4 separate regions of the Sus scrofa genome follow, and all the other regions are linked to region 2. The links are chromatin contacts, called in public Hi-C and HiChIP or PLAC-seq maps. All regions are on one chromosome and are shown on one strand. Each heading gives the region's core, a stretch centred on a gene start, on an enhancer-like site or on the middle of the called end of the contact. The rest is flanking DNA. Distances are from core to core; before and after follow the strand shown.

What was found. A called contact is a pair of places that touch in the nucleus more often than the background predicts. HiChIP or PLAC-seq counts read pairs in DNA pulled down with a chosen protein or histone mark.
Region 1: an H3K27ac HiChIP or PLAC-seq map of alveolar macrophages shows a contact between it and region 2. The contact joins the promoter of SCNN1D here to the promoter of RNF223 in region 2. A contact is called at or near these places in 2 of 5 promoter capture datasets (fetal liver and liver), 17 of 47 Hi-C or Micro-C datasets (alveolar macrophages, blood, embryonic fibroblasts and 8 more) and 2 of 2 datasets of contacts at active chromatin or transcription factors (alveolar macrophages and skeletal muscle).
Region 3: a Hi-C map of liver shows a contact between it and region 2, with 2.8 times the contacts expected there. The contact joins the promoter of HES4 here to the promoter of RNF223 in region 2. A contact is called at or near these places in 1 of 5 promoter capture datasets (liver), 6 of 47 Hi-C or Micro-C datasets (heart right ventricle, liver and skeletal muscle) and 2 of 2 datasets of contacts at active chromatin or transcription factors (alveolar macrophages and skeletal muscle).
Region 4: an H3K27ac HiChIP or PLAC-seq map of alveolar macrophages shows a contact between it and region 2. The contact joins the enhancer-like site here to the promoter of RNF223 in region 2. A contact is called at or near these places in 5 of 47 Hi-C or Micro-C datasets (brain, embryonic fibroblasts, epiblast stem cells and 2 more) and 1 of 2 datasets of contacts at active chromatin or transcription factors (alveolar macrophages).

The regions. Positions count from the first base shown.
Region 1 is chr6:63,564,763-63,570,103 of Sscrofa11.1, forward strand. SCNN1D (amiloride-sensitive sodium channel subunit delta) reads left to right here and starts at 3,409. Exons shown (of 14, transcript XM_021097433.1): 1 at 3,409-4,419. It overlaps UBE2J2 (ubiquitin-conjugating enzyme E2 J2), which reads right to left and starts at 3,318. Exons shown (of 7, transcript XM_003127491.4): 1 at 3,101-3,318.
Region 2 is chr6:63,442,286-63,448,281 of Sscrofa11.1, forward strand. It overlaps RNF223 (RING finger protein 223), which reads right to left and starts at 2,472. Exons shown (of 9, transcript XM_021095183.1): 1 at 2,341-2,472. LOC106509643 (a long non-coding RNA gene) reads left to right here and starts at 2,580. Exons shown (of 3, transcript XR_002344844.1): 1 at 2,580-2,718; 2 at 4,124-5,996.
Region 3 is chr6:63,352,855-63,358,501 of Sscrofa11.1, forward strand. It overlaps HES4 (transcription factor HES-4), which reads right to left and starts at 3,836. Exons shown (of 4, transcript XM_003481929.4): 1 at 3,392-3,836; 2 at 3,216-3,311; 3 at 3,026-3,113; 4 at 1-2,936. The coding sequence starts at 3,499. The coding sequence ends at 2,542.
Region 4 is chr6:63,510,380-63,515,828 of Sscrofa11.1, forward strand. It overlaps TTLL10 (inactive polyglycylase TTLL10), which reads left to right. Exons shown (of 14, transcript XM_021097424.1): 14 at 93-3,505. The coding sequence ends at 538. Among named protein-coding and RNA genes, the nearest start is that of TNFRSF18, 6.2 kb to the right of the region's middle. Within about 2 kb of position 3,647, at least 19 of the 83 cell types and tissues checked have an H3K27ac peak or open chromatin away from gene starts, as enhancers often do. A contact at or near this core is called in alveolar macrophages, embryonic fibroblasts, retroperitoneal adipose tissue and 1 more, where this site is marked.

The DNA of each region.
Region 1 (5,341 bases), core at 2,159-4,658, 120 kb after region 2:
GGCCAGGCCATCAAGCAGTGCCCCAGAAAGACTACAGGCCTGGTCTTCCAGCCAGTCAGATCTTCTGTCAGGAAGGTCCCTCTGGTGGCCCAACACATGGCAGATGGGATGGCATGGGAGGGACAGGATGAGACAGGAGAGCACTGAAGGTTGGGGACAGGGAGCGAGGGAGCAGCCGTCAGTCACGAGAAGGGACGAGCCTGCATGGGGAACCCTGGGACATCCCAGCTATGCTCCAGGGGCGGGGGGGGGCATGGAAGACAGGGCTCCCCTCTCTCAAAGGCCCCAGAACAGCTCCAACCCAATCTGTGTAACATACCAGAACCGCTCATAACATGAATTGGAAAAGCAAGAAAATCCTGCTAAAAATAAAGTGTGAAAGCCACTGGCGCAAACCACAGCGCAGACAGGGGACAGAGGGTGCAGCGCAGAGACCGAGAGGAGGGGAAGGCCCGTCCAGGCTCAAGGGCAGGCCGACTGGCGCAGGCAGTGAGGGAGCAGCCGTGCGCGGCCAGCTCAGCACAGCCCGCTCACCTCCGAGCCGCTCGGCCACAGCACTGGACCTCACCGCCGGCACACGCCTGCAGCCGGGCCTGTGCCTCCGCACTTCAGCCTGGAGCCGCCCTCCCGCCAGGCTCTGCCCGGGGCACCTCACCTGAGCGGCCATGGCCTCTGGGCCCTGAGCCCCACAGACCACGACCAGGGCTGGGCCCCTCGCTCTGCACCCCTGTGGCCCCCGCAGCGCCCCCTGCTTCCTGCGCTGGGACCCCTAGACCTGGGGCCGAGGTCCCCACGCCCCCCCCGCCGCCCCACCCCCATGCGGCCCTTCCTCTTCCCATCAGACTGCTGCCTGGCCGGCAGCTTCGGCCCCGGCCCTCTCGGCCCTGACTGTAGGCTGAGGTCAGGCTAACGTTCTCATGCCACAGTCCTGACCTCAACCCTTCAGGACTCACGCAGAACCAAGCAGACAAATGTCAACAAGCCCCCGCTGCCGCCAAGTCCTCTGGAGAACAGCCCCAGGGCTCTAGTCCCCAACGCCCAAGGCCCCTGACCTGGCCTGAGCCAAGCCCCTTCTCGTCCCAGCCCAGGCCCTATGGGGACCCACCAGGCCCTTCCTGGCCCAGCTCAAAAGCCTCGTCCTCCAAAGCCTCCCAACTCCCGACTGCAATGCTGCCTGCCACATTCTGTCCCTCACTGGTCTCCCTGCGACCCAGCTGGTGTGCCCACAGCAGGAGCGACAGGTCCGCCTGGGAAGGGGAGGGTCCGCAGAGCACTGACCCAAGCTCCAGCCCAAGGAGCCAAAGGGCCCAGTGGTTCGCCTGGGGCGACATCTAGGAACAAACACGGCCACGATCTGAAAGCAGAACCACCACCCAACCCAGGGTGCCTTCAAAGAACTCTAAGGGGCTGTTTCCTTTAACCGTTCACCCCAAAGTTAACGCCCTGCCACACACACCAGTTCGCTGGGCGATTCGAATACAACTGTGCTTGGCCTGGAGTAAGTGGCCAGGCAGGCTCCTCAGGAAGGTTCGCGGTCCGCCTCCCCGATTCCTAAAACAGACCCGGCCTAGCTGCTCACACGCGGACTTCCCGCTCACTCTTGCTCTCAGGTGCGCAACCTTGAAGATCCTACCTCTCACACACCTCCTCAGTCCGCTAAAAGGGCTTCTAATGACCCTTCTTGTGCCTCATCGCAGCCCCTCCAGGGGACTTCAGGTGTGACCGTTTCTTCCAGTTTTCCCCACCTACAGAAGCCAGAGCACCTCCACGGGACATGAGCTGGGGCTCAAGCTCCCTTCAAGACAAGTCCCCACACAAAGACACAGAAGGTGTAATTCACAGAAGGAAACGGGGTGCAGACACAGAAAAAAAAACATCAGACGAAACAAAACAGAGGCAAACAAAACTTTAGCGCAGAGACGCTGAAGGAGAGCAACCGAAGCCTACGCCCGCAGGTGACAGAGTCCCGTGGGCAGCAAGTGGAAACAGGGCGCCGCCGGCGGCCTAGCATCGCTCCCGCCCGGGGTCCGAGCACTCAGTGATGCTGTGACAGAGACCTTGGCCTGACCGACGGACGGGCACGCGACACACCCGTGCCCAGGACTTTCCCTTCCCCACCGGGACTGTTTCACAGCCAGATGGAGGCTGGGGGCTGAGGGAGGATTACTGACTCCAAGTTGTAGGCACAGGGTCCAACTGTGCCTGCAGACACACTGGACTTTTCAATTAAGCAGGACTCTCAAGTTCCCTTCTGCCAAAACTAGATCCAAGCACCGAAGGTCACTCAGCTGGAAAGAACAGGGCCCAGAGCCACCGCGCGGAGGGTTCTTACCCACTGACCACCTCCCCTCCCACCAGGAGCAGGCTCTCCTCTCCTTAACTGTTTGGCGCCTGGGGGTGGGGAGCGGGGGCAGGCGCGACAAGGGGTTGGGAATGGATTTCAACTGGACACACGTCAGCTAAGTGTTACTAGCAGGACAGGGGACCAGAAGCTTACACTGGCCAGAGCTCTCGAGACCGTGCTGGCAACGGGCAGCTAAGGAGAGCAGGCGGGCATAGGGGAAGAACCTGCCCGGGGCCCACACTAGCCGGCCGGCAACAGAGCCCCCCGACTGCGGCGTCCCACTCCGGCCGCCTGGCTTTTCAATTGGTTACCGTTCCAAGGGGAATAAGCAGGCTCGCGCCTTCCTGCTGGGACTCAAAAAGCTGCTCAGGTGTGAAGTGTCGACGGCCTCAACAGCAACCAGCCCTCGTCAACGCGGACTCCCAGGACATGTTTACAAAGCAAGCCCTACGCCGGCTCGTCCCGGCGGCGCCCGCAAGTGTGCCACTGGCAGGAGGCCTTTCCGTGGGACACCAGCCGTGGGACCACCAGAATCCCCAAGCTGGCAGGAGGACGACCCGGCCCGGAGCCCCGGGCGCCCCACCGTAACCGACCTAGCGTTCCGCGCATGGAAGCTCCAGGCCGGGCCCCGCGAGCACAGACGGAGCGGGGTCGGGCTGTGCGGAGACCCCGTGCCCGCCGCCCGCCACCCTGGCCGGCTCCAGCGGGGCGGACTCGCGGCCGAGGCTCCGGCGCAGGCCCGCGGCGCGCGCTCACCTCTCCCCGTCGCCGCGCGTGGGCCGCCGCCGCGCTCAGGCTCGCCGTGGTCGAGGCCGGAGCAGGGAGCGGGAGAGCGGGGCCCGTGCCGCAGAGCCGCACCGCGCCGGGACTGGGCCCACCCGACCGCCGCCGCCGCCGCCGCCGCCGCCGCCGCCGCCGCCGCCGCCGCCGCCGCCTTAGCTTCCAAGATGGCCACTAGCGGGGCGGGACCATAATCGCTTCCGGTTCCGGGGCGCGGTTTGCCGGGGCGGCCGCTCTAGGCGGTTGGGCGGAAGTAGCCGGCCTCTCGCTGCCGCCTCCCGCCCGGGGAGGTGGAAGCAGTCGACGCGTGCGCACTGGTGGGCAGCCCCGCGGGGCGGGGCCCGAACGCCGGGCGGGTCCGGTCTGTTGGCCGCAGATCGCCGGTTCGTCCCTGGGCCACTGCGGCCCCGGGGAGAATCAGCGGCCGCAGAGCCCCGTACCTTCCACCCCGCATGTTCCCCCCTTACGACCCCCGGCCTTCTACGGGAAGACAGGCCCTGTTAAAGGGTGACCCCCCGCCTCGCGGTGCCAGCGTGAGCCCCGCCAGAGTTCCCCCGGGACCCCGACCCTCCCAAAGGCCCCCTGCCAAAGGATCGTGCCCACTTAACAGGAGAGCACGGGAGGCACCCTGCGTCGCTGGGCCCCCGTGACTGAACCCCCGGGGGCCCTGAGAATCAAATCCTGGGTGGCCTTGTGTGGCCACAGTGACCGGGAGCCCCACCAGAACCTGTGCCAGGTGGGGTCCTCTGCTCACGGGGAGAACTGTCCTCGTAAAAATAGTTGCACTGTTTCCCAACTGAATTTTCCACACGGCCCATGAATAGGGTCATTATGCACCAGTGGACACTGCACTGAGACTAACTCTCCGCTCCCACGGTCCCCTCCCTGGCCCTGGGGGAGGGGAGGCAGAGCAGGGAGGTGGGGCGGCCCCGGGAGGCCCAGGGAGCCCAGGCCAAAGTTCCCCGGACAGCGTCAACATAGAGAGAGCCCTCCTGCAGGGCCTGGAGCTGCTCATCTGCCTCCAAGAGTATTTGCAGGCACCTGAAGGTGGCAGGCAGGTGGGGGCCTGGACCGAGGGAGGGCTGGTCAGTGGGCAGGCCAGCACACTACCCCTGCCCTTCCTGTGAGTGGGGCTCGGATGCTCCCGCACAGGCTGCTACGCTGTCAGGCTGGTCCTCGGTCGCGACAGATCTGGAAGACCGTGGCTGGGCGGAGCTCGTGGCTCTGGGCAGGAGAGCAGAGACCTGCAAGTTCTCACCCTTGACCACGGCCCGGACTGCCTCTCAGGCAATGAGGTAACCGACCACATTCCTAGCACCAGTGGATGCAGCCACGGGGAGCAGCCACGCTCACCTCAAGTCTGCCCACCCAGGCACCCTCAGGTGGGATCTGAACGGCCACCGCAGAGCTGGCCCCAGGCCCTGGGCGGATCCCGGAAGGGGTGCCCATGGTCCGGCCGTCCAGGACCAGGCGAGTCCGCCCGTGGGAATCTGGCCTTCCCCCGCCTCCTCCAGGCCCTGCTATCCCCACGCCACCGGATGGCCCCGCTGCTTTTAGCTCTTGGAAAGTTATGTGGAGGAGGCCGCCCTGAGGCATCAGGGTGTTGGAGCACAGGTGTGAGGGAGATGCAGACCGGCCCCAAACCCCACACATGCCACATCACACACTCTCCCCACCCCAGCTGGCCGGTACCTGCAGACGCCGCCTCTGTGGTGACCAGAGTCCCTGCCTGACCCTGCAGTCAGCACCTGGGCGATGGGGGAGGCTCTGCCACGGCACCCAGGAGACTCCTCACCCATCTGCGGACAGGAACTCCAGATGGACCAGCCCCAGGTGGCCTCTGCCATGCCCCCTGGGTGTCCAGAACACGTACAGAGCCCATGGGCTCAGACTTCAGGTCTCTTGCACCAGAATGTCCCTAGAGCCAACTCCAAGTTGTCCCACAAGTGAACGAGCAGAGCCCGAGGGTCCTGTGACACGCCAGGCACCCACAGTCTGCAGGGCAGCCCTGGCCTGGAAGGTGCCCCTCAGCCCAGCCCTGGTGAAGGCCACCACCGCTTTAAGGCCAGTGGGGCTGCGTGCAGCCGGCTGGGGCCAGCCGTCCTGCAGAGAGAGTGGGGGCCCAGGGCCTTCTGCCTGTCCCTTCTCTAATCCTTTCAACTTGCAGCCATTAAGGAGTGGCCACACGGGCCCACGTTGTGCCAGAAGCTGGGGACG
Region 2 (5,996 bases), core at 1,222-3,721:
ACCAGCCATCAGAAAATGCCCACCACGCTGTGCGCGGCCAGGGGCACCCCGTGCCCGTGAGCTCTCACACAGAAACAGTGAAGAGCCCTGCCTGCGCTTCTGGCGGGGGCGGGGGAGGGGGGGTCGGGGGCGGCTGGGAAGGTTTACAAGGTTCATCAGCCGGCACAGCTTAGACCAGACGCTGCTCCTCGCAGAACTAGGGGCTGGGAGGCCCAAGGTCAAGGTGCCGGCAGACCCGGCGTCTGGCGAGGGCCCTTCCTGGCCTGCAGACGGCCACCTTCTCACCGTCCTCATGGCCTTTCCTTGGTGTGCGAGCAGGGGTCATGTGAGCGGGGTGTGGGGAGGTCGCTCTGTCTTGCCCCTGCCCTCAGGGCACCGATGCCAGCACGGGCCCCAGCTCACCCCGATCACCTCCCAAAGGCTCCACCTCCAGACACCATCACACTGGGGTCATGGATTTGGGGCGACAGAGCCAATCGGCCCACAACACAGGGGAACCTTTAGGGAAGACAGAACTGTCCTGTCATGATGGGCGTGCAGGTGACAGTTGTACGCCTTTGTCAAAATTGATCAAACGGAGCCTGTGCATTTCATTTATGTGAATTACACGCACTAACTGAATAAATGCAATTCATTTTCTATTTTGAAGATCTCATGGGAGCCAAACAGCTAAGTAATGGAGCACGAGTTTCCACAATGTAATGCAGTTTGGTGAGAATTTACACTGTACTGTGCGTTCTTGCACAGCTCATTCTTCCTTAGAAAAAGTGGTTTCAATGAAGAAGTCACTGTGATTCTGCACAAGTAACACATCACGAAGCGGGTGGAATCACTCTGACCAGTCAACAGGGGCTGGGTGCTGGCTGGACAACCATGTAAACGGGCTCCCTGGTAGGAAGCCTTGCCTGGATGACCACTGCAGGGGGCGGTGGACGCCACATACATACCGCTCCTCCAGGCTTTGCGGCGGCTGTGGCTGGAGAGGGGGGGTCGCCAGCTTTAAAAATCACATGCGCTGGAGTTCCCATTGTGGCGCAGCGGAAACGAATCCAGCTAGGAACCATGCGGTCGCAGGTTCGATCCCTGGCCTCGCTCAGTGGGTTAAGGATCTGGCATTGCCGTGTGCTGTGGTGTAGCTCGCAGACATGGGTCGGATCTGGTGTTGCTGTGGCTGTGACATAGGCTGGCGGCTACAGCTCCAATTAGACCCCTAGCCTAGGAACCTCCATACGCCCAGGGGGTGCAGCTCTAAAAGATGAACAGACCAAAAAAAAAAAAAATCCCATGTGCTGATCTTGTTTCTCCCACTGCCCAGCACAGCACGGGAGGACCTGCTGGATCTCCAGCCCCTCAGGGCAGGTTCCTGCCAGTCACTTTCTCAGCAAGCAAAGGGAGCAATGTGGCTCTCAGGACAAAAGGAGAACTGTGTGTGGCCCTGTTCATTAACATGTTTCTCAACCCGAAAGTCCCATCGTGCTGATGGAGAACCGATGGTGTACACAATCTGACTGGATGCAAAGTCTGTGTACGTGTAGGTGCTCCGTGGACTCCGCAGCCCTGAGAAGGTACTGATGGGAGGACCCCCGGAACTCCCCAGGGGGTTCCTGGCCGTGGGGATGCGGAATTCTCAGTACTGTGGTGACTAGAGATCATTCTTCAAGTGAATTACGCTTACCTTGCAGAACAGGGCGGTGCAGGGAGGGTCCTGGGGTGACCACCCTCCAAGGCACGTTTGCTCTGTCTTTGGGAGACGCACACCGGGGCGGGGTGGAGTGCGCGTGTGCCAGAAGAAACTTTCCGTAAAATTCAGATTTTATTTCCTTCTAGGAGCTTCTGCATTCAGATTATGGCTGAACAAGGCTGCTACGGGGGCGCGGGCTGAGGCGCAGAGGACGAGGCCCAGCGCTACCTCCAGCACCGCGGTGACCCTGAGAACACAGGACAAAGCCGGGCCACCTGAGCGCCCCGCCACCAGGGAGCTGCGTTTGCAGGAGCGCTGTGAGAAGCGCGTCCAAACCCCCCGATCTTAATGAACTTAAACTAGAACGTCAATTAAATCGTTCTGGTGACTACGCACACGAACCCCTGTTGGACGAGGCCTGACACTCCAGTGGCGATCAGCGAGCTGAAATGGGAAACCTCCTGGGACTCGCGGTTCCTCCCGCGCGTCCGGGGCGCCCTGAGCCGGTGGCGGGGCGAGGGGCACAGAGAGAAAGGGCGGCCAAACCCCGCCGCCCTGACTGCCCCGGCGGGACTCCGCACAGCCAGGGCCGCCGCAGTCCCCGCCCCCAGCCAACCCCTAGCCAGCCCCCGCCCGCCCACTCCCGGCCCCTCACTCACCCCTGCGCCCTCCGGGTTCCTCTTTCATACCCCCCGCCCTCCAGGCGGTCGCGCTGTGCCCCCTTGGGACTTGAAGTCTCTCAGCCCGGGTGCCAGGGAGCACAGCTCCCAAACCGGAACTACAACTCCCGGCGGTCCGCGCGAGTCTCCTCCCCCGGAGGGTTCCAGGCCAGAGTTCTCGCGAGATCTGAAGGTTCGCGCGAAGCGACCTGGGAAATGTAGTCTAGGGCCCTAAACATGGCAGCAGAAGTAAGGGAAGGACTACGCCGCCGTCCGGCGTTGCCAGGAGACCAAAGAGCCCTGCAGTCCGAGGCGTCTGCGTTCCGGTTTCCGAAAAGTCGCCCGGGTCTCCTCCGTCAACGCTCGGCTGGACTGCCCGTCGGTTTCCGGCGGAGTAGCGGTTCCGGAGACAGCACAGGGTTCCAGTGGCGCATCCTGGGGAGAGGCGCCGCAGTACCTGGCGACCGCTTCCGCCCTGATGCCAGTCCCGCGCCCGGGCGCGGAGGACGGCTGGCGGGGAAAAGGCCTCTGCGATGTTTGCGTCCTCTCTGGGGGAGGGGTTCCCCAGGAAGTACTCTGTTCCGGGGCTGCCGAGCGCCCCCCTGCGCCCAGTTCTGCCACCTTCGTGACTCATGCCGCTTTCCGGGCGGGCAAAGCCCTTCTCACGGAGAGGGGCGGGGTAGTGGGATACCCGGGGCCCGGTCTGCACCGAGGGACGGACGTGCGGAGCTGGTCCCGGGAGAGGCTTTGCCTAGGGAGAAAAGAGAGTAAAACCACCACCGCCCTTGTGCTTTGTGTATCTTTGGGTGCGGGGACAGGGGGCGGATCTTCCGCAAGGGCGGCTACTGGGAGAGCAGTGCCTGGGCGAGTGAGTCTGAGTGAGAGGCCTGGACCGGGAAGGGCACCCACACAGCAAACTGCTGTCAGCATGGGCGCCTGTAACACTGGCTCTCAGATCTCTCCCCAGCATCCTTATTCAACATGAATAAGGATGGACGGGAAAGAAGTGTGATCTCGGGTTTCTCTGAACTGGTCGGACTGGTTGCTCTGTCCACGAAAGCTCCACCCCGTGACCTTGTGCCTCCCAGGGACTGTGACTGTCCCCCACAGTCAGTCCTAAAGACTGTGGGTGTGGGGTCTAGGTGACAGGACTGTCTGGCATCCTGGACTGGTTTGTCCCAACAGGATGACACAGGGGAATTTCTTTCTTTTTTCTTTTTCTTTTTTTTTTTTTTTCGCTTTTTTTTTTTTAGGGTCACATATGGAGGTTCCCAGGCTAGGAGTCAAATCGGAGCTGCCGCTGCCAGTCTACATCACAGCCACAGCAACGCAGGATTCAAGCCACGTCTGTGACCTACACCACAGCTCATGGCAACACCGGATCCTTAACGCACTGAGCGAGGCCAGGGATCGAACCTGCGTCCTCATGGATGCTAGTCAGATTCATTAACCACTGAGCCACTATGGGAACTGTGACACACGGGAATTTCTGTGTGGTCTCAGGCTCTGCCTCTGAGCCGCCCCAGACAAGAAGAGCAGTGTGTGTCCTGCAGCACTCCTAACTTCTCAGGAAATGGGATCGCAAGTGTGCCGAGGAGAGGGCAGGACCCTGGGAGCGTTGTTTGAGTCGGGTGCAGATAGGGTTAGGGTGTGCAGGGGTGCAGGGCACGAGTGCTATTGGACAGGTGGCTCCAGGCCGCTCCCAGTCCCTGGGCTCCCTGACGACCACAGCTCCCTTCCTGGCTGGCTTCTGTGCAGTTGGTCATCTGGCTGAATCCTGCAGGTTCTCCTCCCCTTCTGGACGCTGCCTCAGGACATTCATCCCAAGTTTGAACACCCTTCAACGGAAATGGAGTATCAGACTCACCGGGCGAGCTACTCTCCAAGTAAGAGCATGGGGCAGGAGGATGAGTCGCTCTGGGTCTTCCCTCCCAGAGGACAGTGGGCCCACGTGGTCGGGAGGAAGCTGGCCCAGTGTGAGCCATCCTCGGGCAGTAGTCCTGCCTCATTGAAGCAGCTCCTCTGGGCTCTGCGCCCACCTGCGCCGTGTCACAGAATTGCTTTGTACGGCTCTGCACCTTTCCACCTTCTTGGTGGTTTTCTGAAGACCAGTGGGAACTTGGTATTTATTGCTGAGCCTTCCTGCTTCAGCCCCAAGTTTCTCTAAGGTCAGGGCATCCATTCATAATGCATCCTCTGATATCAGAGGGTGACCTTTCCGCCAGTGCGTCTCAGTAGCGTCAGACCTGGGCTCCCTGAAAATGCTGCTCAAGAAGCCTGCAGATGAGATGATACGCCTGGGTTCTTGGCTGAGTCTCTGCAGTGCCCCGATCTGGGAGGCACAGGTCAGGGTCAGGGTGAGCTTCCAGTGCGGAGGAGGCTCGGTGCAGGTGGGGGAAAGTCCCCGCGTGGTAGTTGAGGGTTGGTGGACACAGCAAGGCAGGGCGTCGGAGGAGTCATGGGATCTGTTGAAAGCCTGGTGTTTAGAGTTTTTTTCCCCCATGAAGTTCCTGAAATGAACAATACAATTGTCTGCACCTTGTCTCCATGTAACCAGCTGCCCCCTCAACACCTCTGCCTTGAGGTCTCATCCATACTCCACCTGTCGAGGCCCACAGGAACCCCCGCCTCACTAAACTGAGGAAGTGCCCTCTCCTTCTACGTGGTTTTTGTTTGTTTGTTTGCTTTCGGTTTTGTCGAAACGCTTTTTAAAAAATCTATTGAGATGATCATCTGGCTTCTCCTTTTTAGTTTGTTCACGTGGGACCACACTGATTCTCGGATGTTAAACCAGCCTTATGTTCCGAGGAAATCCCATCTGGTCATGATAGGTTATCCTATTGCTGTATTAATTTGCTAAAATTCTCCGAGTTAAGAGTAATTTGCCAGGATGCCTTGTATCTGCTGTGAGGGTCTCGCTGTCCTCAGACTAGGCGGGAAGCTCACCTCCTCTTCACTGTGGACCAGCCAGCAGATACTTGGTCTCATCTGTCCCTTAAATGTTTAGGAATTTAAATGGGTTGGGAATTCTCTTTGTAAGAAGGTTTTTAACGATTATTCAGGTTGTTTGGTTCTGTTATGTGCTTATTTTTGAGCCAACTGTGGCCATCCTTGGTTGCTTGCCAGATGGCAACCTTACCTTGCTTCTGGACAATCTTATAATCCATGCTCTTGGGCTCTGTTCTGGGATATGCCGAAAAATTCCTTGGCGGCCGTTTGACCCTTTTGGATCTTCCCCTTGAGCCCCGTGAGGAGGTTCTGGGCAGCCCGCGCTCCAGGGCTTATTGTGCCCCACTCCTGAGTTCCCTAGCGGCCCCCGCGGGTTCAAGAGCACTCCCCTCACGGCTCCATCCTGTGAACTCTGGCCGCACTCATCCCTTGGGACCATCTGCCCGGGAGCTGGCAGCCGTGAGCTGGGCAGCCAGGGCACTCACCGCAATTGCACCCTCATCCTGGGGGTCACTGTCCTTGGTCGCCTGATGTCCTGTGCCTTGGGGACCGTTGCCTCCTGGTCTTGTCTGGGTTCTAGTCGGTTGGGGCGGGGGTGGGGGTACCTGGGATACATCTGGGCTAGAAGCAGAGGCCTGTTTCTATTTCGTTTTCGTCTCTGACTCGACCCTTCCAGACTTCCAATTCCAGCTTCTCAGGGCCAACAG
Region 3 (5,647 bases), core at 2,586-5,085, 88 kb before region 2:
GGAAGAGTGGGGAGAGCGGGAAGGAGGAACAGTCCCCAGTGTGAGGAGGAGACCCCACCCTGGCTCGCTGTGGCCGGGGCAGGTGTCCACGCTGAGTGGGATGGGGCATGGCTCCTTCCACAGCTGGAGGCAAGGGTGCTGCCCTCAGCTGCTGAGGAGCAGCCAGGAGAGGGGACCCAAGACAGCTCCTCTGGGGCCTCCCCTGTTGCCCTCTGCATCACCACAGGCACCCAGCCTCAGCCTGGGCTGTGCTTCCTCAGACTCCCCTAATCTAACCAAGGACACCCCTCTGCAAACCTCCTGGCTCCTCTTTTATCCAAGCTACTTAACTAGGTCTGTACGGCCTGAGCTTCTTCCTGTTCCAAGCAGGTGCTGGGGACAGGAGTGAGTGACACAGACACAGCCCTGGCCTCCAGAGCCCTTGGAGCCTAGGGTGGCTGCCTCGGGTGGGAAAGCAAGGAGAGAATGCCCGGGCTGGGCACAAAGGGGTGAGATGGGGGGCCTGCCCATCCCAGAACAGCGTGGATCCCTCAGAGTCCAAGAGGTCCCTGGTGAGTTAACAGTGTCCTCAGCACAAAGATCTCTTGGTAATAGCTTCTCAGCATCTCAAGAATAGATTATCAGGGAGTTCCCGTCGTGGCGCAGTGGTTAACGAATCCAACTAGGAACCATGAGGTTGCGGGTTCGGTCCCTGCCCTTACTCAGTGGGTTAACGATCCGGTGTTGCCGTGAGCTGTGGTGTAGGTTGCAGACGCGGCTCGGATCCTGTGTTGCTGTGCCTCTGGCGTAGGCCGGTGGCTATAGCTCCGATTCGACCCCTAGCCTGGGAACCTCCATATGCCGCGGGAGCGGCCCAAGAAATAGCAACAACAACAACAACAAAAGACAAAAAGACAAAAGACAAAAAGAATAGATTATCAGGAACAGGAAGTAAGGAAATGGTGCAGGGGCAGGCACGGCATAGGGACAGGAGGTCGGGGCTAGAGACTGGGAAGAGAGAGTAAGAGGTCTCAATTCCAGGCGATCTTCCCAGGCAGCCCTTCTCTCTGGCCACACAGTTCCCATTACTCCTGCAGGCCGTGTGGAGCCCAGCTCTGAGCAGGTCCCAACCACCCACTACCTACCCACCAGGCTTCATATCCCAAAGCCCCAGGCCCTTCCCTCCTGCTCTGGAGTGGAACTTCCAGCTCCTGAAATGGACCCTCTGAAACTCTCCTGCTGGAGAGGGCCTCCCAAGCCAGCCAGCAGTAACTCCCTCACTGTGCTGCTGGTAACCCAGCACTCTGAGCCTCCCCAGGGCCTGGACTGCTGAATGTGTGTACGTTCTAGGGTGCAACACCTGGCCCACATGTCTGCCACTGGTCCAGGCCCTGGACCCTCAGGGAGATGGGCCAGGCAGCCAGAGAGTCTTTGGGGGGGGGGGCACTGGCTTGGTGGGGACTTGGAGGGCCCTGACAGGTACATGGCTGAGTCCAGGAGGACAGGTGAACCCTGCCCATAACATGGACCTGGAAGCTGCTGGAGCCATTGGAGGAAGGGCAGACCACCCTCAGGCAGTGACTCAGCCTCCTCCTCCTTGCTGGTTCCTGGCCAGGCAGGCAGCAGGCAACCATCTGATGAACTTGGCTCTGGTTGGGAAGTAGATCTTGCCTTAGCCTCAGGAGGGCTCAGGATGAGACAATTCAGTCTCAGCTGTGTGACTCAGACCACTCCCTCGTGTCTCCTGGAGCATAGCTGCCAGCAGCAGGCTGGGGAGACCTGGGACCGCAGGACAGTGACTCCCGGGTTGATTCCTAGTATCGCTGTATTGCAGGGCCAACACACAGCAGGTGCTCAGGAGGGCACAGCCAGGGGAGCTTCCCTCTCAAGGCAGAGCAAGGCACACAGTAGAACTGGACACTGGCAGTTTCAATCTGTGGGTGGGCACAGGTGGGTTCGTGCTCAGCCTCGAGCAGCCAAGAGGTGGACCAGGCCAGAACAGAAACTTCAGGGACAGTCACCCCTTACCACAGCTTAGCCCTGAGACAACAGTGTGAAAATACATGTTTCCACCCTCCAGAGTCTCCAGGGGTGGGAGTGGGGAAAGGTACCTTTAAAAAAAAAAATGGTACCCAGCACTGGAAGATGTTCTGGAAGAAGTGATGACTGTCACAGTCCTGCCTGACCCTCCTGAAGGACCTCTCCCACATCCCCCCACCCCACCTCGAGAGGGGTCGCTACTCCAGTGCGGATAGATACAGGCAAAGGCAACGCGAGGTGAACGCCCGCGCGGCGCACCTGCCAAGCACAGATGGGCGCAGAAGGACGGGGCCCCAGGGCTCGGCCTGGGGAAAAGCCACCCCGCCCGCCCGTGCAGAGACATCGGCTTCAAAGACAGCAGCTGACCCCGGCTGCTGGGCCTCCGTGTCTGGACTCCTCACAGAGACAACGAAACAGAACTCTCCACGCGGTCTCTGACGTGAATATCTTCTGGATCAATCTCAGCAAAGGCCGCGGCCCTAGAACCGGGCTCGGCCTCCGCTGCAGTCCAGGACCGAAACCTCACCGTAGCCACGGCCTCCAGGGCACGCCCTGGCCCTGCGGCCCGGCCCCGGCTCCGGCGGCGGCGAGGGGCGCCCCAGTCCGGCCCGGCAGGATCGGCAGCGCGAAGGCCGCCCCGGGGCGCGGCGGCGGGGGGAAGGGGCTGTCGAAGTCCGGCTGCGGCGGTCGGCCCGCGTAGACGTCCGGCGCCAGGGCTTCCGCAACAAGGGACGGAGGAACCGGGCGGAGCGGGGGCCCCAGCTGGCCGAGGCAGGCGGCCAGATGGCCGAGCAAGCGAGAACGCACGTCGGCCGGGACGCCCTCACAGCCGACCAGGAATCGGTTCACCTCGGCCAGACACTCGTTGAAGCCGGCGCGGTATTTGCCCAGGACCGCGGGGTCGGCGCTGAGGGCGGCTGCGGGGGAGGCAGGGGTCAGGCGGTGGGCGCCCGAGCGGGTGGTCCCCGCGCCCCCTACCCCGCGCCGCTTCCGCTCCGCGCCTCACCTGTCACCTGCACGCGCCGCAGGCTCTGCAGGTGCCTCACGGTCATCTCCAGGATGTCCGCCTTCTCAAGCTTCGAGTGGCGGGAACTCTAGGGGCAGGGCTGACGTGAGCGGATGGCAGCCCAGGAGGGCCCAGGTTCCAGGCTCCACGCCTCGGCCCGGAGATCTCACCCTTCCCGCCCCCGACTCACCTCTTTCCTGAGGGCGTCCAGGATGAGGGTCTTGAGCTGGGCGAGGCTCTCATTGATGCGCGCTCGACGCCGCTTCTCCATGACGGGCTTGGAGGACTGCGGGGCCGGCAGTGGGTGAGTCAGTTCCCCTCTCCCCCGCTCCCATCCTGCCAACCCACGCCCGGCCAGGTCCCCACCTTTCGGGGCTCGGCCGCGCTCCGGGGCTCGTTCGGGGTTCGGCTGGCGCTGGCCGGCGCTCCTGCCAGCGGCGAGGCTCTCGGCTTCCCCGGGGTGTCTGCAGGCATGGTGCGCCCCCCGCGCCTCCCGGTGCCGGGCGGAGGACGCCGCCTGGGGCCGACCGCCGGCTGGGGCGCGCGGCTTCCCGAGCCGCTCTCTAGACGGTCCTACGCTCCGGGACCGAGCGCGCGCCGCCAGCCGCCCGGCTATTTAAGGCAGGGCCGGCGCTGGGTGTGTGAACCCGGCTCCGCATTCTTTCCCACGCTCGCGCCAGCCAATGAGCCGCGGCGCTCCTCCCTCAGCCCCCCGCCAACTGTCAATCACGCGTCCTCTCCCAGCCCACCGACTCGCCGGCGACAAAGGCGAGCTGGGGCAACCGGCCGGCGCCCGCCTCTGGCAACGCAGGGCGGAGGCGGGAAAATCGCCGCGGCCCCTCCTCGGTTCCAAGCGGAGTATGGGGCAGGAGGACTGGGATAGGAAAGTTCGGGTTAGGAGGGGGTCTGTGTGGAAAGACAGGTGTGTCTTCATTGGCCCGCAGCCTTGTGGTGGGTGGGGTGCCCCCGCCCCGCCCCGCCCCGCCCCCGCATCTGGCTACCACGACAGCATTCCACACAACGACCTTCAGACAATGTCCCCTGGGAGCCCACCAACTGCCGAGCACCCCTCCCTCCCAACCTCAGACGTGGGGGTGGCAACTGCGTTCCCACCTTGCTCCTCAGCCTTACACTGGCATATGGACTCCGGGACATCAGAGTCACCATAGGGCACTGCCGACACCCCCACACTCTAGGGAGTCCTCTCCTCTCCTGCCAAGGGGCGGCAGCCTGTGGACTCAGGCAGCTGGGACCAGAGTTGCCCAGTGCAGGCTAAAACTATTGCAGTTTCGCTCCTGGGAGCTTGGGGGTTGGGTGCTAAGTCATTCATCAGTGTTCACTAGAGTGATAAAGCAGCAAAGGCCAGGGATGGAGAACCACAGGATTCAGGACAGATAGGTGGGAAGCAGAAGCCGAGGACTCAGGCAGAGGCCAGGAGCACCAGGATACCTGTGAGGAGATTCAGCGTTCAAGGTTCAAGGGCAGTCCCTGCTCCCTGTGACTGAGAGAGCATCTTCCACCCTTAAAGACCACAGGACGAACACACCTTCCCTTGGCCACCAGGAGCTGGGCTGTGGGAGTACCTCCCTGTGCTCTGGGCATTATCTTTCTCCAGAATTGAGTGTTGATTCCTCTCCACATTTGGGAAGCCATGTCCCTCCAACTTCTGGGTGGTGATGGAATCTCCTTCCAACTCCTGTGTGCCTGGGATGCCATCTCCAATGGCTGCTACTTTTCTCATCATTCTCCTTGCATCACCACTCTTGGGGAAGATGAGCTTCCCTGCCCTTCTTCCTTGCCACATCCAGACCAGCTTTTTCTTCACCAAAAAAGCCCCAGCTTTGAACCCCACCTGATTATCAGACTGCCCCTTGTGGAATTCGACTGCAGCCCAGTGGGCTTCCTGAAGCTATTACTTCTGGTTCCCTGTCACTTTCTTCAAACACTCCTGTCATAGTTCTTGGTGATTGCAAAATCCACGTGGATGATTCTCCAAACTTCTAGATTCCCCCTTCTCCATGGGTAGTGGTCTGGGTGTAATGTCCTAACTAAGCTGGGGATTCCAGATGCTGGGTGGTGATTGTTGCTCTCGGTTTCCCATCCACCCTGGGGCCCCGCCCACAGAGGCACAGGTGGAGTTGGAGGCCAAGTTCTAACCCTTGGGCTGCTGTTCTTCCAGTGTCACCTGGGGTTCTGCCTCCTATCCCCACAACCCCAGCCTCTTCCCTCAGTCCTGCCCACGCCCTCCCCGCTACCCCCCACAACTCAGCAGTGCCCCCATGTTCTCCTTGGGCCTTTCAGTCCTTTGGTACCTGGGAACAAATCTGCACACTCACTTTTCCATCCAGGCAGCTGGAGCAGATTCTGATGGTGACAGGGTCTGATTGCCTCTGCATCGGACCTTCTTGGAGTCTCAGACCAACTTTCAGTATCATCCTTGACCCTTGGAGCCCACTCCCAATGCTGTTCCATCAGGTCCTAAACCGCTCCATCTCCCTGCTGTATCCAAACACTTACTTATTTTTCTTTTTTGCCGTTTTTTTTTTAGGGCCACACCCACGGCATATGAAGGTTCCCAGGCTAGGGGTCGAATCAGAGCTATAGCTGTCGGCCTATGCCAGA
Region 4 (5,449 bases), core at 2,397-4,896, 69 kb after region 2:
ACCTCCACCCTAGCCGGCAACCCTGACGCCGGGGAAGCTGGGTCCTGACCCTGGCTTCCAGCCCCGGCCCGATGCCCCCTGCTCACCTCCAGACCTGGCGCTTGAGACCTTCCGGAAGAGCCTGCGCAGCGAGAAGATGCTGCCGCTGCTGACCCAGCGGCGCTTCGTGCTCCTGCACAACGGCGAGGCGGACCTGTGGCCGCGCCCCGGGGGCTCCCGCAGCGTCCCCCGCCCGCCCGCCCGCGACTCCACGGCCTCCGCGCCACCCCCGCTCCGCGCCGCCGACTGGCCGGGCGCGCGCAGGCCCGCGCCTTCCCGGGGCCCCGGGGGCGCACCCGGGCGACCCCCGCCCGCGCAGCCCTCCTCCGCGCTGCGGCGCTGCCGGCCGCCCTCCCCGGCCCCCGACGGCGCCCAGGACCCGGACCCCGAGGCCCCGGGCAGCGGGCGGCCGCGGGTGGGCGGCGGGGACCCGACGCAGGAGCCGTCTCCGGGGCCGGCGCAGGAGGAACGCAAGGACGTGGGCTACCGCGGCTCCTAGCAGGCGGGCCACCAGCGCCCAGTAGGGGACCTATAAAAGCTACTTTGTTACAAACGCGGTCTCTGCAGCGGGTCCGCGGCTTTCGGCACCCTCAGCCTCCAGACTTCCCTGGCAGCGTCCCTGGCCCCCACCTGTCCTCCCTCTGCCCCACGAGCCCTACCCCACTGCTGGGATCAGTCCTTGGGAGCACAGGGGTGGAGAGATAAGGGAGTCTGTCCTGCGGGAAGAGGAGATGAGCCCCAGATGCCTCACTCTGTCCATCATGGGCTCCTCCGCCTGGGGCAGGCAGTTCCCCAACTCCTGGACCCCCACCCATCACCTGCGCCTCATCGCCCCCCACCCCGGGACCTCCTGCAGCCCCTCAGCCCACCTGACCCCTACTGCCTGGCTCAGTGTGCCCCAAGAAAGAGTCTGGCTCCCTATGAGCCCCTCTAGATCCCCACAGCAGGGCTTCCTCAAATCCAAGATGTTCCTCAGAGGCCGTGCCTGAGACGTGCCCACGGCACCCAGCACAGCTCTTTACCGGACCTTCAGAGCCGCAGGGCCCTGAGCTCACTGCCTGCGACGGCCCCTGACTTTGCTGCAGGCGGGCCCTGCGGAGGCCTAGAGGACCCAGGCCATGGGCGGCAGGCACGTGGTCATGGCAGGACAGTGCCCTCGGGGATGTGCCGAGCCAGCGTGTCTCTATGTTCCCCACGGGCCCGGCGGATGTGTCAAACCCCTCCCACCAAGCGTCCTGAGCCATCACTCCCTCTCCACCCCTGCCCCCCACACCCACCCTTGCCCTCACCTCACCAAATGGTCGCTGCCAAGTCCTACGCCCTCCTGCTGCCTCGCCCACCTATGCTCCCCACCCCAGCAGGCTCCACCACTGGTGGGAGGGGCTGCTGGGACCCCTGCCCTGCATTAGAGCACCACAGGGCCTGTCTTCCCACGCTGGCCACCTGCCACTCCTTCCCCAGAGATGCCAGAGCCACAGTCCCTCTAGAGGGCAGCGCTGCCAGGTCTCTGGCCAGCACCCTGGAGGTGTAGCCGGGAGCCAGAGACTGGGGCTCGGAGAAGTAGGGCCAGGCCTCCCCGGGTACAGACCCGGGGAGGGGACTGACCTGTCCTGTCACTCACAGCCTTCCCACCCACACTCCCCTCAGCTTCCTGCTGCTGTGGCTGGCGTGTGCAGTCCTCAGGCCAGGAGTGCACTTGTCACTGTGTGTCTGGGGCCCGGGAGCCCTGAGTCCCCTCCCAGCTTGTCTCATGGGCTCTCCATGAGGGGTCAAGCTCAGCAGTGCCTCCTCTGCAGCCCGCTGGCCAGCTTTGTGCCCCAAGTCTGGAAGACCAGCCTCTACCAGGGAGAGGGGGCCTCCTGGGGGGGAGGGCCAAGTGCACCCCTGTCTTCACAAAACCCACACCTGGGACTTTGGGGTCAGGACCACCTTCCCTGCTGGCTACAGAGCCACGTCAGCTCGGGTCACCTCCTGATAACGCCAAGCACCCTCTGTTCCTCCTGCCTCAGCTCCCAGGCTTCTCCTTCCCCTGGCCTCTACCTGCATTGGCTGGGGCTCCTGATGGGCCCCGTGGTGGCTGTTGTGTGGTCCCAGGATGTTCCAGCTCTCCTCCCAGCCAGAGTGGGACTGTTCCCCTGGTCCAGCCAGCCAGTCAAGGCCGCATTTGCAGAGGTGACCTAATCCCCAGGGAGAGGCTGGCTCTGCTGCCTCTGTCATCCCTGGGCCCGGAGAGGATGCAGTGGCCCATGGGCACCTGTGTGGGGCAAGAAGTGCGAGTCCTGACTGAGCCCCCATCCCCAGGCTCCCCAAAGCCCTGGCCAGACTGCTGACTTGGGCCCCTGGCACCTCCTGAGAGCATGGATGTCAGTCAGTGAGGTGTCCCTGCTGTTTGTCTGTCCATCTGGATCCTCCCCAGCCCCTCCCAGCCCACACTCGGCCTCCTTGCCAGAACTGCAAGGGCTGCAGGGAGGGCGGGCAGGGGGCCGAGTCTGGGCTGTGGGTACCTGGGCAGGTACAAGGTGTGCCCCAGTCCTCAAATGATGTGATGGGTGGTGGGCACAGCAGAGACAGCCGGGCCCCAGCAGTGGCTTGAGAGCCAGAGTCAGCAGCAGGGCGGGGGTGCCCCTCCTAGCGCCCAGGACAAGGCTGCTCAGCGCTGCAGCCCAAGCTGCGTCTCCCCGTCCCTCCCACCCCTGTTTCCCCTCTACTCTCTCCCCGTCTCCTCCAGGGGTGAGTCCTGGGTCCTGCTTGGGGAAGCGGAGGCAGGGGGGATCTTGCCGTGTCTCCCACCCACGGAAGGTCTGGGGAATCAAGCTGCCCTTGGCTTTGACCCAGGAACCACCCGGGGAGCGCCACTATCCCTGCAGCCCCCATCTGGAGGCCCTCACCCTGGCACTCGCTGGAGCCTCCCTCAGCTCCTAGCAATCAGAGGTCCGTTTCAGCCCAATTGCCCGTGAAGCCTTGAGGACTCAGAGGATGCCGCCCCCCCAGCCCCTCTTCCCTGGAAGGAGTCTCCAAAAAAGGTGTCTGGAACAGCCGTGGCCTGACTCACTCTGGAAAACACCTCAGCCCCCGAAGCTTCCTGGAGAGACGTCTGCCCCTCACCCAGTGTGCAGCCCCTTCCCAGTGGGAAGAGGGTTTCCGGGCCCTGAAAACCACTGAGGGGCCAGAGGAGGGCAGGCCCTGCAGGACTGAGTCCTCTGCTGACCTCAGAGCTCAGCCCAGCTGTGGGAGGAGTGGCTGTGCTCTGGAAGGTTCAGGAAACCATTGAGGAGTGGGCGCCATGGCCCCAGGACCTAGTCAAGGGCCCTGAGGGGCCAAGCTTAGCATCCTGGCACCAGGAGGCAGCCAGTGACAACCTGCCCCTGGACAGCCCCCTGGAGCTGCCCTGGGATGGGTTGGGAGGGGCTGGGGTCCTGTTCCGTCCAGGACGGGATCTCGCTCTCTGCCCACTGTCCATTTGCGAGGAGCAGGGCGGGGGGCGGGGGGGGGGGCACTGGCTGAGTCCGGATCTCAGTAAAAGAAGTGAGGTCAGAGGCCTTTCCCAGCAAGGTGAGGGGGTGGGGCTGGGTGGGACTCGCTGTGGCCGGAAAAGCACTTCTGGGAACAGAGAGCCGGCTCTGGGCCCTTATCTGAGGCTGAACTGACACCATGGACTCCAACCCTCAGGGGAGAAGTTGTGGTTTTCCGGGGCGGGGGTGTTCCCGGCAGCCTCACCTGAGGGTCTCGCTTAGACCTGGGGACCCAGGTGGGCACAGACCTGCCCCCATTGCAGGAAGCTGAGCTGAGAGAGGGGGGGATGGGTGCCTCTCAACGCCCCCCACCCGCACTGCCCACACACCAGCGCCCCAGAGTCTCCTCAGCCTCCCGCGGCCCTGGGCACTGCCGACCCCACACCCTGCTCACTCCACTATCCCTCTCCCCAGCTTGGACTTGTTCAGGTCGCCCCTCCCAGAACCCCTGTCCGCTGCTCCTGAGCATCCAGCCTCGCCCTGCCCTTAACGGAGCCCCTCCCCGCCCCTCCCAACTTGCGATCAATTGATCAATTGCGGGATGCTGGGGGCTCCGAGAAGGCTGCCTGGGGAGGGACATGAGCCTGAGAGCGAGCTGATGCGGCTGGGTTCAGACCCCGGTGGAGGTGGCGGGCTAGCCTGGCATCTCTGCTGCGGGGAGGGGCCAGGGCCAAGTGGGCAGCTTTCGCAGAGCTGCCCGGACAGAGCCCCCACCCCACCCCAGGCCGGCCCCAGTCTCCCAGCCGCTCCACTCCATGGGGATGCGAGTCCGCCCACCACATTCCCCTCTCGGACCTCTCCCCGCGGAGCAGGAATCCCCCGCCGCTCTGCGTCAGCCCTGTCGCCCCCGCGCGGACGTCAGTCGGGCGCTTGTCCCACGCCCGGGCCGCCCACGAGGACTTTCCGCGCTGAGTCAACGGAACGCGCTCCGCCCCCGAGGCCCTAGACGAGCTGTCTAGGATCCGGATCCTGAGCCAGGGCTGGGGACCCCTTTCCTGCATGTAGCAGTGGGGCAGTCAAGTGACCCAGGTGACAAGAGCAAGCCCCAGGGAGAGGCTTCCCGGAGAGGGAGGCGGGTAGGAGAGAGGTTGGCAGGACAGGCGGTCCTGCCTGGAGACAGAGGAGGGCCGATGGGTGTGACTGGCAGGTCCCAGGGACGTGGGCGGAGGGCCGTCCCAGAAACCCCCCTGCCCTTGACTCCCTGGGATGCCAGAGCCTAGGACCCAAGGGGTGAGGGGGGGGCTGAGGGACGAGGACTTCCGGTTTGCTCGGCCCTCCTGCGGCGGAGGTGGGGGGAGGGCACCAGAGTTCCCTCTCCTCCACCTGCCTGCCCTGAGCCTGGCCCGCCCACCCACTGGAACTGGGGGCGTTTGGACCAGTGAGTCGAGGGGGCTCTGCCGGCAGCCTGCGGGGTGGGGGGGGCCTGGCGGAGGGGGGCCACCCTCAGGCAGGTGGCCAGGCGTGCTGGCAGCTGGAGGCTACTGCTGCTGAGACCAGTCTCCACTGGCCCGCCTGCCACACCCTGGATGCCAGAGAGTCCTTATCAGCCTCCCCAGGTGTCAGCCCTTTGAGGCGGCTGGAAAAATACCATTCACCTCTGCTGGGCAGAACCCCAGGGCCTTGCCCCACAAGAGAGGGTCCGGGGAGGGGTGGAGGCCAGCAGAAGGGCTTGGAGAGACAGCAGGGGCTGTGCCAGACCAGGCCCTGCTGAGGCTGCCCCAATCCACCAAGAAGTGATGGGTACAGAAACTGACCTCGTCCTGGATCGGGGGCCCCAGCGACTCAGGGCAGGTCCCCCACAGGGACCGGTGCGATGTGCGGCCAGCTCAGAGCCAGAGTCTGGAGCAGCAGTGGCCCAGAGACTAGACACACCCTGAGGACGCCCCTGTCCCAGCGAG